Regions from separate parts of the Sus scrofa genome. Here region 1 is linked to region 2. The links are chromatin contacts, called in public promoter capture Hi-C maps. All regions are on one chromosome and are shown on one strand. Each heading gives the region's core, a stretch centred on a gene start, on an enhancer-like site or on the middle of the called end of the contact. The rest is flanking DNA. Distances are from core to core; before and after follow the strand shown.

Region 1 (5,211 bases), core at 1,596-4,095, 250 kb before region 2:
GGCTCACTTCCCGCAGGATGTAAGCACCAGCCTATCTTCCAGGCCCTGCGCCCTCCCTGGGTGCCCCCCTCCTCCCCCTCCTACCTCCAGAGCCCTGACTCTAGGCTCTTAGGATGTCGGTCTTGGAAAACTCCTACTCATCCGTCAAGACCCTCCTGGGCAAACCCTTCCTTCCCAGCCCCCCACCCTGGATCTGTGCCCTTTCGGCCTTTGAGGCCACAAATGAGGCTGTTTCCAAAGGTTGGAGGCCCCTGGGAAGGGCTGACGGCCGGCCTCCTCCCCTCCAACCCCTGGGCCCTGGGCTCTGCCCTCATCCAGTCTCCTGCCTTGCACACCCTCTCATAGAGGCCCCCAGATCTTCCCTGGCTGCAGACGGGCCTCAGGACCCCCTGCTGTCCTGGGAAGCCAGGGCCCAGCTCCTTCCTCCGCGTGGGGTGGGGCCTCCCCACAGGGGCCTGTCCCGGGGGGGTGGGTACCAGAGGGTCCCCCCCGCCCATGGGACAGCGAAGGGAAGCAGTATGTCGTGGGGCCGGGTCTGAAAGGGGTCAGCAGCAGGGAGGGGCAGGGGCTCCAGGAGGCAGGGCCACTGAGCGGTACCTGGTGGGGGGAGGTGGTGGGGCCACACCCAGGAGTCCTGTGCCCCCCCCACTCCCGCCGTTGGAGATGAGAAGCAGGGGCCAGCCTGCGGGTCCCTGAGTTCAGCGCCCCCCCCCCCCACCGCCGCAGCAGCCCGGGGTCTCAGCAGGCTGCTGTGCTGGGGGCGGGGGCGCTTATGGGGCCGGGAGCAGCCCCCCCCCACGGCTTCGGAGCATCTCTGGGGCCTCAGGGATGGACCGGGGTCTGCAGGCAGGTGTCCTCTCGCGCCCCCACTCCCTGGGCTATAACGTGGAAGATGCGGCCCAAGCCCGGGCGGTTTGGCCTTTGTCCCCAGCCAGTGGGGACAGCCTGGCCCTCAGGCCGCTCGTTAAGACTCTAATGACCTCAAGGCCCCCAGAGGCGCTGATGACCCACGGAGATGATCCCGCAGGCCTGGCAGCAGGGAAATGATCCAGAAAGTGCCACCTCAGCCCCCAGCCATCTGCCACCCACCTGGAGGCCCTCAGGGGCCGGGCGCCGGGGGGCAGGCGCTATAAAGCCGGCCGGGCCCAGCCGCCCCCAGCCCTCTGGGACCAGCTGCGTTCCCAGGCCGCCGGCAAGCAGGTCTGTCCCCCTGGGCTCCCGTCAGCTGGGTCTGGGCTGTCCTGCTGGGGCCAGGGCATCTCGGCAGGAGGACGTGGGCTCCTCTCTCGGAGCCCTTGGGGGGTGAGGCTGGTGGGGGCTGCAGGTGCCCCTGGCTGGCCTCAACGCCGCCCGTCCCCCAGGTCCTCACCCCCCGCCATGGCCCTGTGGACGCGCCTCCTGCCCCTGCTGGCCCTGCTGGCCCTCTGGGCGCCCGCCCCGGCCCAGGCCTTCGTGAACCAGCACCTGTGCGGCTCCCACCTGGTGGAGGCGCTGTACCTGGTGTGCGGGGAGCGCGGCTTCTTCTACACGCCCAAGGCCCGTCGGGAGGCGGAGAACCCTCAGGGTGAGCCGAGGGGGCGTCCCGGGAGCGGTCGGGGGAGTTTTTAAGGAGGAAATTGGTAAAAGTGACCAACTCCCTGGGAGCTGAGCCCAGAGACACCCCTCCCACGCCCCGGTCCCGCTCGAGAAGCCCCCCTTCCCTCCCCTCCTCCCGAGGCGGCTCCAGGGAGGAATCTTACGGAGTCAAGGCCCGGGTGCCGCTGGTCTCCGAGTGACATGGCCGTGGTGTCCCGTCTGCCGGCCCACATGCCCGTGGGAGATGCCCCATCCCCCTGGGAGGGGGCCCCGTGCCGGGCAGGCAGCGGGAGGCCCAGGACCGGCGGCTGCTGCGGCTTCCACTCCAGGGTGGGCGGGGTGGGGGGTGGCTGTCTCTGTGTGACCGGCTCTCCCCGCAGCAGGTGCCGTGGAGCTGGGCGGAGGCCTGGGCGGCCTGCAGGCCCTGGCGCTGGAGGGGCCCCCGCAGAAGCGTGGCATCGTGGAGCAGTGCTGCACCAGCATCTGTTCCCTCTACCAGCTGGAGAACTACTGCAACTAGGCCGCCCCTGAGGGCGCCTGCTGCTCCCCGCACCCCAAAACCCAATAAAGTCCTGAATGAGCCCGGCCGAGTCCTGTGGTCTGTGTGGCCTGGGGCGGGGGCCCTGGTGGGGGAGGGGCCAGAAGGCTGTGGGGGGCCTGCCTGCGACCCCTCTCTGCTCTCGCCACATCGGCTGCTCTAAGCTTCCTCCACATGCATCGGGTGCCCACAGGCACATGGGCACCGGGGGACCAGGGCCCAGGGCAGGGCCCTTCAATGTGGCGAGCTCTGGTTTTCAGGGCTCCAGACACCCCCTCCTGGGTGCCCACTGCTGCACAGGGTCACTCTGAGGGTCACAGGGCACCCACCCAGACTGCTCTTGGGCACACAAAATAGCCCAGGGGCTTCTTGGGCTGGCTGCGGTCTGGGAGGTCAGAGAGTGACCCCGCGGGACCAAGACCTGGCCAGCCTGCCAGTCGCCCAGGCCAAACCAATCTGCACCTTTGCTGAAGGTTCCACCCGGGCCAGCACTGGGGGCGGCCGGGCCTAGAGCTGGGCGCCCGGGCCCCAGGGACTGCACACCCGCCAGAGGTGGGCCTGAGGGGTGGCAGCAGGCTCTCCGCCTGGGACCCAGCCAGCTGGGCAGCTCACCTCTCAACACGAGGCTCTCACCTGTGTCGTCCCCTCCCCACGGCCACACAGACACCCCTGGGGAGAAGTCACAGGCCCCCAGCAGGCCCCGCCCCTGGAGAGGAGGCCAGGGCTGGGCAGGCGGGTGGCCGGCCGGACACTGGACCCGGAAGGGGGGTAGGCGGCTGGGATGAGTGGCGAGCTGTCCATGGGAGCACCCAGCGGCCCCATTGGCACCAGTACAGGCAGGGGCACCTGCAGCAGCTGAGGTACGTGGGGTCCCCGGACTGGTTGGTGTCCGGCTGCCCTCTGGGAGGCAGCGGGCTGAGCTTGTGGTCCTGCCAACCAGGGAGACCCGTGACCACCCTGCTGCTTCCCCTCCCCCCCAGGGCCAGCAGACTCCTTTGGGACTCGGGGCCCCTGAGCCGCCCCCACTCGCAGGACTCACGGGGTGTGCGGTCCTGGGTGAGTGGGGGCTTGGGAGAGGGTCACTCTTGTCCGTCGGGTGGGGAAGGCTGAGAGTCATGGTGTGACAGCGCCCTCGGCCTGCCGGGTGGGGGGTCTCCCTTCTCCCGAGCCCAGATCCAGCCCTGAGACCCTGTATGCTCCCCACGAGCCTTGCCCGCCGGCCCTTGGGCCCAGTGACATGCTTTGGCACAGGTGGGGAGGGGGCTCTCCCACGGACGAGGTCACGCAGGGAAGGAGAGGCGGCTGCCCAGGGACACCTGGGGCCTGGGTTCAGACCTGGCCTCTTGCTCAGCAGCCCCCTGGGCGTTGAAGCCCAGAGGGCCCTGCTTCCCTGAGATCCCCCGTCACCCGCAGAAGCCAGGCCCACAGGCCTTGGCTCAGCCCCTCCACCCAGGCCCACGTTCCGCCCCTTCTGGGAACTGGAGGACAGCCCGCCCTCGCCCTCGGACCTGGCTTCGTTTGCCCTGGCATCTGGCAGTGGCCGGCAGCTGCGTTCAGCCCTGGATGACACCCTGGCGTGAGCGGTGGGTCCCCGTGCTGAGGGCAGCCCCCACACACGTCCTGCTCACTTGCCTTGTGTCTGCTCCGCATCCCGTCATCACACATGCCATGCTGGGGCACCGTAGCGCCTTGCCCTGTGTGGCACTGTGGCACTGTGTTCCTGATGGGAAGACTGAGGCTGGGGTCAGGCCCGCTGCTGCCCACCCTCTAAGGACATTCTGCCGGTGCAGCTGCCTCCAGGCTGGCCCCCCGGATTGCATCTGCTTCTGGCACGGATGAACTGGCACCTCTGCCTGACCATTAGGGCTGTATTTGCCTTCTCCTGTTGGCAGTAAATATTTACTGTCCTCCCTGTCCTCCAGGCCGGAGCAGATCCTGAGGGGCATGGGAGGTGGACACAAAGGTGCCCAAGCAGCCCCCTGCTCTTGAGGGCCCAGTGTCTGGTGGGGGCCAGCCTGGGAAGGAGGAGCGAGACTAGGAACCAGAGGCCTGTGTTCCTGGAAAAGGCCCCCTGGCAGAGTTCCGGCTGGTGTGTGTCCAGCTAGGCTGTGAGTCTTCAAACTGGGGAGCCCGGCCCCTGGACCCAGGCAGGGCTGCACCCCTGGTGCCAGTGCTTCACTGGGTGGGCACCTGTCCCCACCAGGCAAGGTGGTCCGAGCGGTCATTCACAGACAGAACCAGCAGAGGGCGCCAAAGCCCCACTTTTGACAAACTCCCCTTCGCCCTGAGCCGAAAGTCCAGGCGGCAGGTGGACCTCTCTGCAGGGCTCTGCCACCCCTGCTGCCGCTTGCCAGCACTCACAGGGGCTGCGGGGGGTGCCCAACAGGCCGGCTACCCTGAGCTCTGGAGGCGATGGAGTTTAGGAGGGAACGAGGGGACTCCTGGGGGTGACTTTCTTCAGCGCCCACATTGCGGCCCAGCAAACCGAGGCTGGAGGAGGCCGGGCACCTGTGCCCAGCTGGAGCCTTTGCTGAGGGTCTCCAAGGCCTGGGGAAATTGAGGCTGGGGGCTGGGGGGTGTCACTGTCGGGCCAGGAGGCCCCTCGCTCTGATTGGAGCCGCCTCGGCCACTTGAGCCAGGAGGCTCACATGAGGCGGGGGCTGCAGGGACAGGACCCTCGGGCCCGGGAGGCCTTGGAGGGGGTCCAGCTGGGCCAGGGTTCGTTCTTTCCCGGGTCCATGTCCACCGCCCTCCCGCTGCTGGGAGGAGAGGAGGTCCAGGGCAGAAAGAATGCGTGGGGATGGGGGGGTGGTCAGGGGTCTGGGAGCTGTGGAAACAACAAACAGACAGCGAGGTCCTGGGGCGCCCGGCCCCCCGCCCCCTCCGGCACTGTTGTTTCTGGCCGGGGTGCAGGGACAGCGAGGCAGATTCCTTCGAAAGTGGAGACTGGCGGGGGGCCCCTCGGGTCCTCAGCTCACCCCCTGAGCTAGCCCGCCCACTCGGCTCCAACCTCCCGCAGGCCCCTGGCACGGTCTCCAGGAGTCCACTGAGGGGTCCCCAAAGCTGCCACCAGGAGCTGGGCCTGGGTCTGTCACCAC
Region 2 (5,008 bases), core at 1,753-4,252:
GCCCACCCTGATCTAGGAGCCAGGGGTTGGTTCAGCCAGGGGCCCCTCCCCAGTCAGCATTCTGCTCCACTCCACCCAGCACCCACCCTTCACCCACCCCGCCCCCCGCCCCAGGTCTGCCAGCGGGTCCCTCACCTCCTGGCTTCTGAAGTCATACGCCAGGGACAGCAGCAGGCGCCCCCACTGCTGGGCGCCCCCGGAGTCAGCCTCCAGGTTATCCACATCGGGCTGCACCTGGGTGGCATGGCAGGGGCTGGTGACAGGCGCTGCGGGGACCGTGCCCCCATCCGAGCCCCGGCAGCGGGTCCAGGGCGGGTCAGACCTCCAGGCCAGGCGGCCAGAGGGCTCGCGCCCTTGGCCAGGCTCTAGTCCCCGCTCCGCCTCTCCCACCACCGCCTCCTCCAGAACCTCTGTGGTTCCCGTGGCCTGGCCCTCCCCCACCTTTGTCCACGGCCCCCCTTCCTGCGGCTGAGCGCTCCCCCAAGCCCGGAGCTTGAGCTGCATGCCTGCTTCTCACCAGGTGCGTGGTGGTGGTGCCACGGGCACTGCCTAGGCCCACAGCCTCCTTGTCTCTGGGCTTCTTCCTGTGGCGGCCGCGGTGGCAGCAGCAGATGACACAGAGCAGGCAGGAAATAACAAGGACCCCAACCACTACGGCGGTGGCAACCAGTGCCCAGTGGGGCCCTGGGGGAGGGGCGAAGAGACAGGCCTGAGCGGCATCTGGGGGCAGCAGCTGCCTCCCACCGGCCGGGCCACCCCCACACACCTCCTGGAGGTCCCGAGACTCACAGGGGATCCGGGCAACGAGGTCTGGAATGAGCCTGGGTACAGCCGTGGTGCCCGCCGGGGCTGGGGCGCTGGGGGTGCTGGGGGGGGCCCCATCTCCCTGCCCTGCTGGCTTGGAACAAATGGCCGGGGTGGCCAGGTCGCTGGTGAAGCCGGCCCCGGGGGCCCCTGCCCACCATCCCACCTGCCCAGCAGCAGCTCTGGGTTTGCCAGAACCAGGAGGCAGCCTGGGGTGGCCGGGGGCGAGGGTTCTGAGCGGAGCCAAGGTGAGGCTGGGCGCTGGCCCCCTCCCCCAGCCCCTGCACAGCCCAGCGGGTCCAGCCCTCCCTTGGTCCTCACCACAGGGCCTCCTCCTCCAGGAAGCCCCTCCCACCTGGCCTCCCCCCACCCCTGGGCCCTCCTGGGGGTCGCTGCTGGAGTCTCAACCCTGCCCCTGACCTTGGGCACACCGTGGTTTGCCAGTGACACGCGTGGCTCAGGTGCACACCTGTGGGTCCCGGGGCCGGAGGGACCAGGGAGTTTGGGGATGGGGGGGGTCTGCTGGGGTCATGGGGGGTGGGCGGGCGGGGAGTTGGGGGTGGCAGCCCGTGGGAGCTCGCCTGGGCAAGTCGGGGCTGAAGGCACCTTCCCCGTGTGGAGGAGGAGGTCGCGGTGGGGGCCCGCAGGGGGAGGGTGTGGCTGGGAGCGGCCGGAACGTTCTTGGCAAACAGAACAGTCCTGCCTACCTGCCTCGCCACGCTTCCCGGCTCGTGGGAGGGAGGGTGGGCCCTGCTCAGCCCACCTGCCTGGGGCCCGAGGAGGCTGGCTCTTCCCTCCCACAGCAGGGCCCCGGGGGTCCACCACCCTGGGACCCCAGGCCCACGTGCAGTCTCTGGCTCAGCCCCTCCTGGCCTCCCAACCTCCTGGGAGCATCGGCAGCAGGAGTCATGGTTCCTGCAAACCTGGGGCCTCCCCTGTGTCTCGAGCCCGCCCACCCTTTCCAGAAATAATCAGGCGTCCAAGCCGTCTCCCCTCACTCTGCAGCCCTGCCCATGCAGGTGCCGAGCATGGGGAAGGAGAGGAGGGAGCCCCCCCGTGATCTCAGAGATGCCCCCCACAAGGCACAGGTTTCAGAGTCCCGCTCCCAGCTACCCAACCGGCTCCGAGGAGGGCCACGGCTCCAAGTGGGTGTCCAGGCCCCGAGGGCTCTGCCTCCCAGGCCCTGCTCTGTCCCCCCACCCCTACCCTGGTGTCCCTACGAGGTCACAGACCGATGAGAGGTCTGAGGCTGGCAGCGAGGCAGAGGCCAGGCCTGGGGAGACACACCCCGAGGAAGGGACTTTGAGGCAGCCGTACACCGGACCCCGTGCTCAGGAGATAGGGCCCTGCTTGCTTCCGAGCGCCCGCCGCTGCCGACTTGAAATTCTAACCATGTTGGAACAAGAGGCTGCGTGGTTTCCGCACGGGCCCCGCCAGTTACGGAGCTGGTCCTGGGCGGGGAGTTGCTGGGTGAGACCCCCCAGAAATGGAGGTGGGGCTGCTCAGGGGACCCTCACTGGCCTTACACCCCCTCTGACCCCGGCCCGCTCTCCTGCCTCCACGACCTCCCAAGGTCACTTCCAGGTCAGCAGGGCGGCCCACGTGGCTGGCCGAGCGCCCCTGGTGGCAGCGGATGGCACAGGCTGGCCGGAGAGCTGAGGGTCCGTCGGGGTCCCTGGAGCAGCACGGGTTTGGGGGCAAATTCAGAGAGGCCTGGCTCCCGTGTGGGACTTAAAATCATTGACTGTCAGAGCCTCCGAGGGTTCTGGAATTAAAACAGCTTCCTTGGAGACGTTTATGGTTGAAAGGGCGGGATCGGCGGTCAGCGTAGAATTTCCACCTGTGTGCATGTGTGTGCACGCGCGCGTGTGTGCAATCCTGCTCGTGCGCACGCACCTGTGACTGTGCGTGGGTGCCTGCGCGGGCCTCTCCCCGCACCCCTGCTTCGTTGGCCTCTTCATCTGGGATTTTGCCGGGCGTAGGATGAGCGTCACGTCACAGGGACTGGGTGCTGCTGGCCTGGCAGGTTCCTGGGTCAGCCTGGTGAAGGTTGAGCCCAGAAGCACAGGGGCGCCTGGAAGCTGGCCTGAGAGGTCCCGCGTCCCCAGCACACCAGCCACCCGCGACGGGGCCGCTCGGGACGGTGGTCTGGTGGTGGTGAGGGTCCCGGCTGGCACACAGCCACCAGGTGGCGCCATCTCCTCCACTGGCCCCAGCTAGGCGTCTCCGCCCTGGGCCCAGGGTGCCTGGGCAAAGCTGGCAGGAGCCCCAGGTGGGCAGGTGGCCCAGGGGCGGCCGTCCAGGCCTGTGCGGACTGCCCAGTTCTCCCTGCCCCTATGCCATGCCTCTGGAAGCCCGGCTGCCCCTGGGCGGGACCTCTGCCCACCTCTCAGAAGGCAGGAAGTCCCTCCAGGCGGCTCCCTCTGTGGCCCAGCTGAGGAAAACCCTCTCCAGGTGCTAAGGCTGTTTTCCCAGCAAAAGGGGACAGGCGTCCTTCCTAAATGGAGTCCTGGGCCCCGCCGCCTCCCCAGGGCCCCCTCCCGGCCTTGCTGCTCCCGTCTCCCTCCTTCCGGGCAGGACACCTCCTTCTCACCGCATCCTGCACTGCCAAGCCCTGCTCCCCTCCTCCGGGCCCTCCCCGACCCCATTCCCATCCCACTGGGCCTTCGAGACCTGGGTGAGCCCCACCTCCTCCAGGAAGCCCTCCCTGGTCACTCCCGGCCCTCAGAACTGCGGGCAGTGGTGCTGGATTCCACCCTGTGCGCCCCCACCCCACCCCAGTCAGAAGGCCAGCACTCCTGGGGGACAGGCCTTCCCTGTCAGCCGGGGGGACAGGCGGCCCTGAAAGCCGGGCTAATGGACCCCTCCCACCTGTGGTTGAACTGGAACTTTCCATCCTTCGATGGGCCAGGGTTTCTCTGGGCCTCCCCCCGAAAAAGCAAGATCCCCCCAGGGAAGGAGCGGCAGCCCCCAGGTGCCACACTCTCTCACCTGATGCCTGTGCTTCCTGAAGCCCGCCCGCCGCCGGGCCTTCCCTAGGACCCTGGGCACTGGAGACCACGGCCGGGACAACTTTGCTCAGCCTGCGGTGACCGGGAGACTCTCCCTGGAGGGGGAGGGGGTGCAGGAGGCAGGGCTTCGGGGAGCCCCACCTCAGCCCGGAAATGCTGGCCCTTGGGAGCCGGGAACTCCCCTCGGGGAGGGATCCCCGAAGACCCAGGGGTGAGCTTCTGGGCCCGGGCCCACCTGCAGGGGCGGCCGCAGTCCTCCCAAGGCCTTGCCAGACGAGGTGCTGGCCCAGCTGCACTGACCCTGGATGGGGCAGCGGGAGGGAGGCAGGCCGGCCTTGATCTGCAGAGGCTCTGCACCCCCCGAGGGTGTCCTGAGTCACCGGACGTCGGGCGGGGGAGCCACTGGGACAGCACCCAGCAGGGAGTGTGTGCCGGCGGGCAGCCTGGCCGGGCGCCACTCTCAGTGGGCAACGACCTGGGCTTCCGGAACCCAGAGAACCTTCTGGAGGTCATCTGTCCACGCCTTTGCCCGTGGCTGGTGGAGCCTGTGGGCGGAAGTGCTGCTCTGGTCTCCCCTGAGTACCTCTTGCTTCGGCGGGCCCAGCAGGGCCTGTAATCCAAGCTCCCCCCGCCTTGGGCCAGTTTATCTGGTCCGGTCTCTCGGGATCCGGGCCCTCCCCTGGGCCCAGCTCTGAGTGGCCCCCCCAGGCCGGGGTGTCTCTCCAAAGCCATTCTCATTATCGTGGAGGTGGTTAATGCTTAGCCAGCCCGCTGGGCTTGTTGGGCCGGACTTCCAGGAGACCGGGCCCAGGTTCGGAGGCTGCTCTGGGGACCCGGCAGGTGAGATGTGTGCACACGCATGTGGCCGTGTGTGCCCAGGCTGGTCACGCGTGGCTCTGGAGGCTGGTGGCCCAGAGGGAGCGGGCCTGTCCCTTTGGGCACATGTCCTCCTGCACAAGGTGGGATCCCACCCAGGGATGGGGGTTTGGAAGAAGCCGTTCTGGGGCCACAGAGGAAGCCTGTTGGGGGGCAGCAGGGCACACAGGCTCACGAGGTTGCGTGGGCGGGCGCGATGTGGGCACACGTGGGGCAGGGCCAGACTGCTGCGTGTTTGCCCAGCGTGCGGGTCTCCCCAGCCTGAGTGTGAAGGGCCTTGGTGCCTTTCCCAGGCTACGGTTGCCTCCACAGCGAGA

The links. Promoter capture Hi-C pulls out the DNA fragments that hold promoters and counts their contacts.
Region 1: a contact with region 2 is called in a promoter capture Hi-C map of fetal skeletal muscle, with 6 times the contacts expected there. The contact joins the promoter of IGF2 here to the promoter of SYT8 in region 2. A contact is called at or near these places in 4 of 5 promoter capture datasets (fetal liver, fetal skeletal muscle, liver and 1 more), 11 of 47 Hi-C or Micro-C datasets (alveolar macrophages, blood, embryonic fibroblasts and 7 more) and 1 of 2 datasets of contacts at active chromatin or transcription factors (skeletal muscle).

Annotation. Positions count from the first base shown.
Region 1 is chr2:1,493,788-1,498,998 of Sscrofa11.1, reverse strand. IGF2 (insulin like growth factor 2) reads left to right here and starts at 2,845. Exons shown (of 5, transcript NM_213883.2): 1 at 2,845-2,973. INS (insulin) reads left to right here and starts at 1,158. Exons shown (of 3, transcript NM_001109772.1): 1 at 1,158-1,200; 2 at 1,362-1,564; 3 at 1,956-2,144. The coding sequence starts at 1,378. The coding sequence ends at 2,095.
Region 2 is chr2:1,243,982-1,248,989 of Sscrofa11.1, reverse strand. It overlaps SYT8 (synaptotagmin-8), which reads right to left and starts at 3,002. Exons shown (of 11, transcript XM_021082508.1): 1 at 2,701-3,002; 2 at 2,370-2,479; 3 at 790-1,206; 4 at 518-684; 5 at 136-234; 6 at 1-12. The coding sequence starts at 3,002.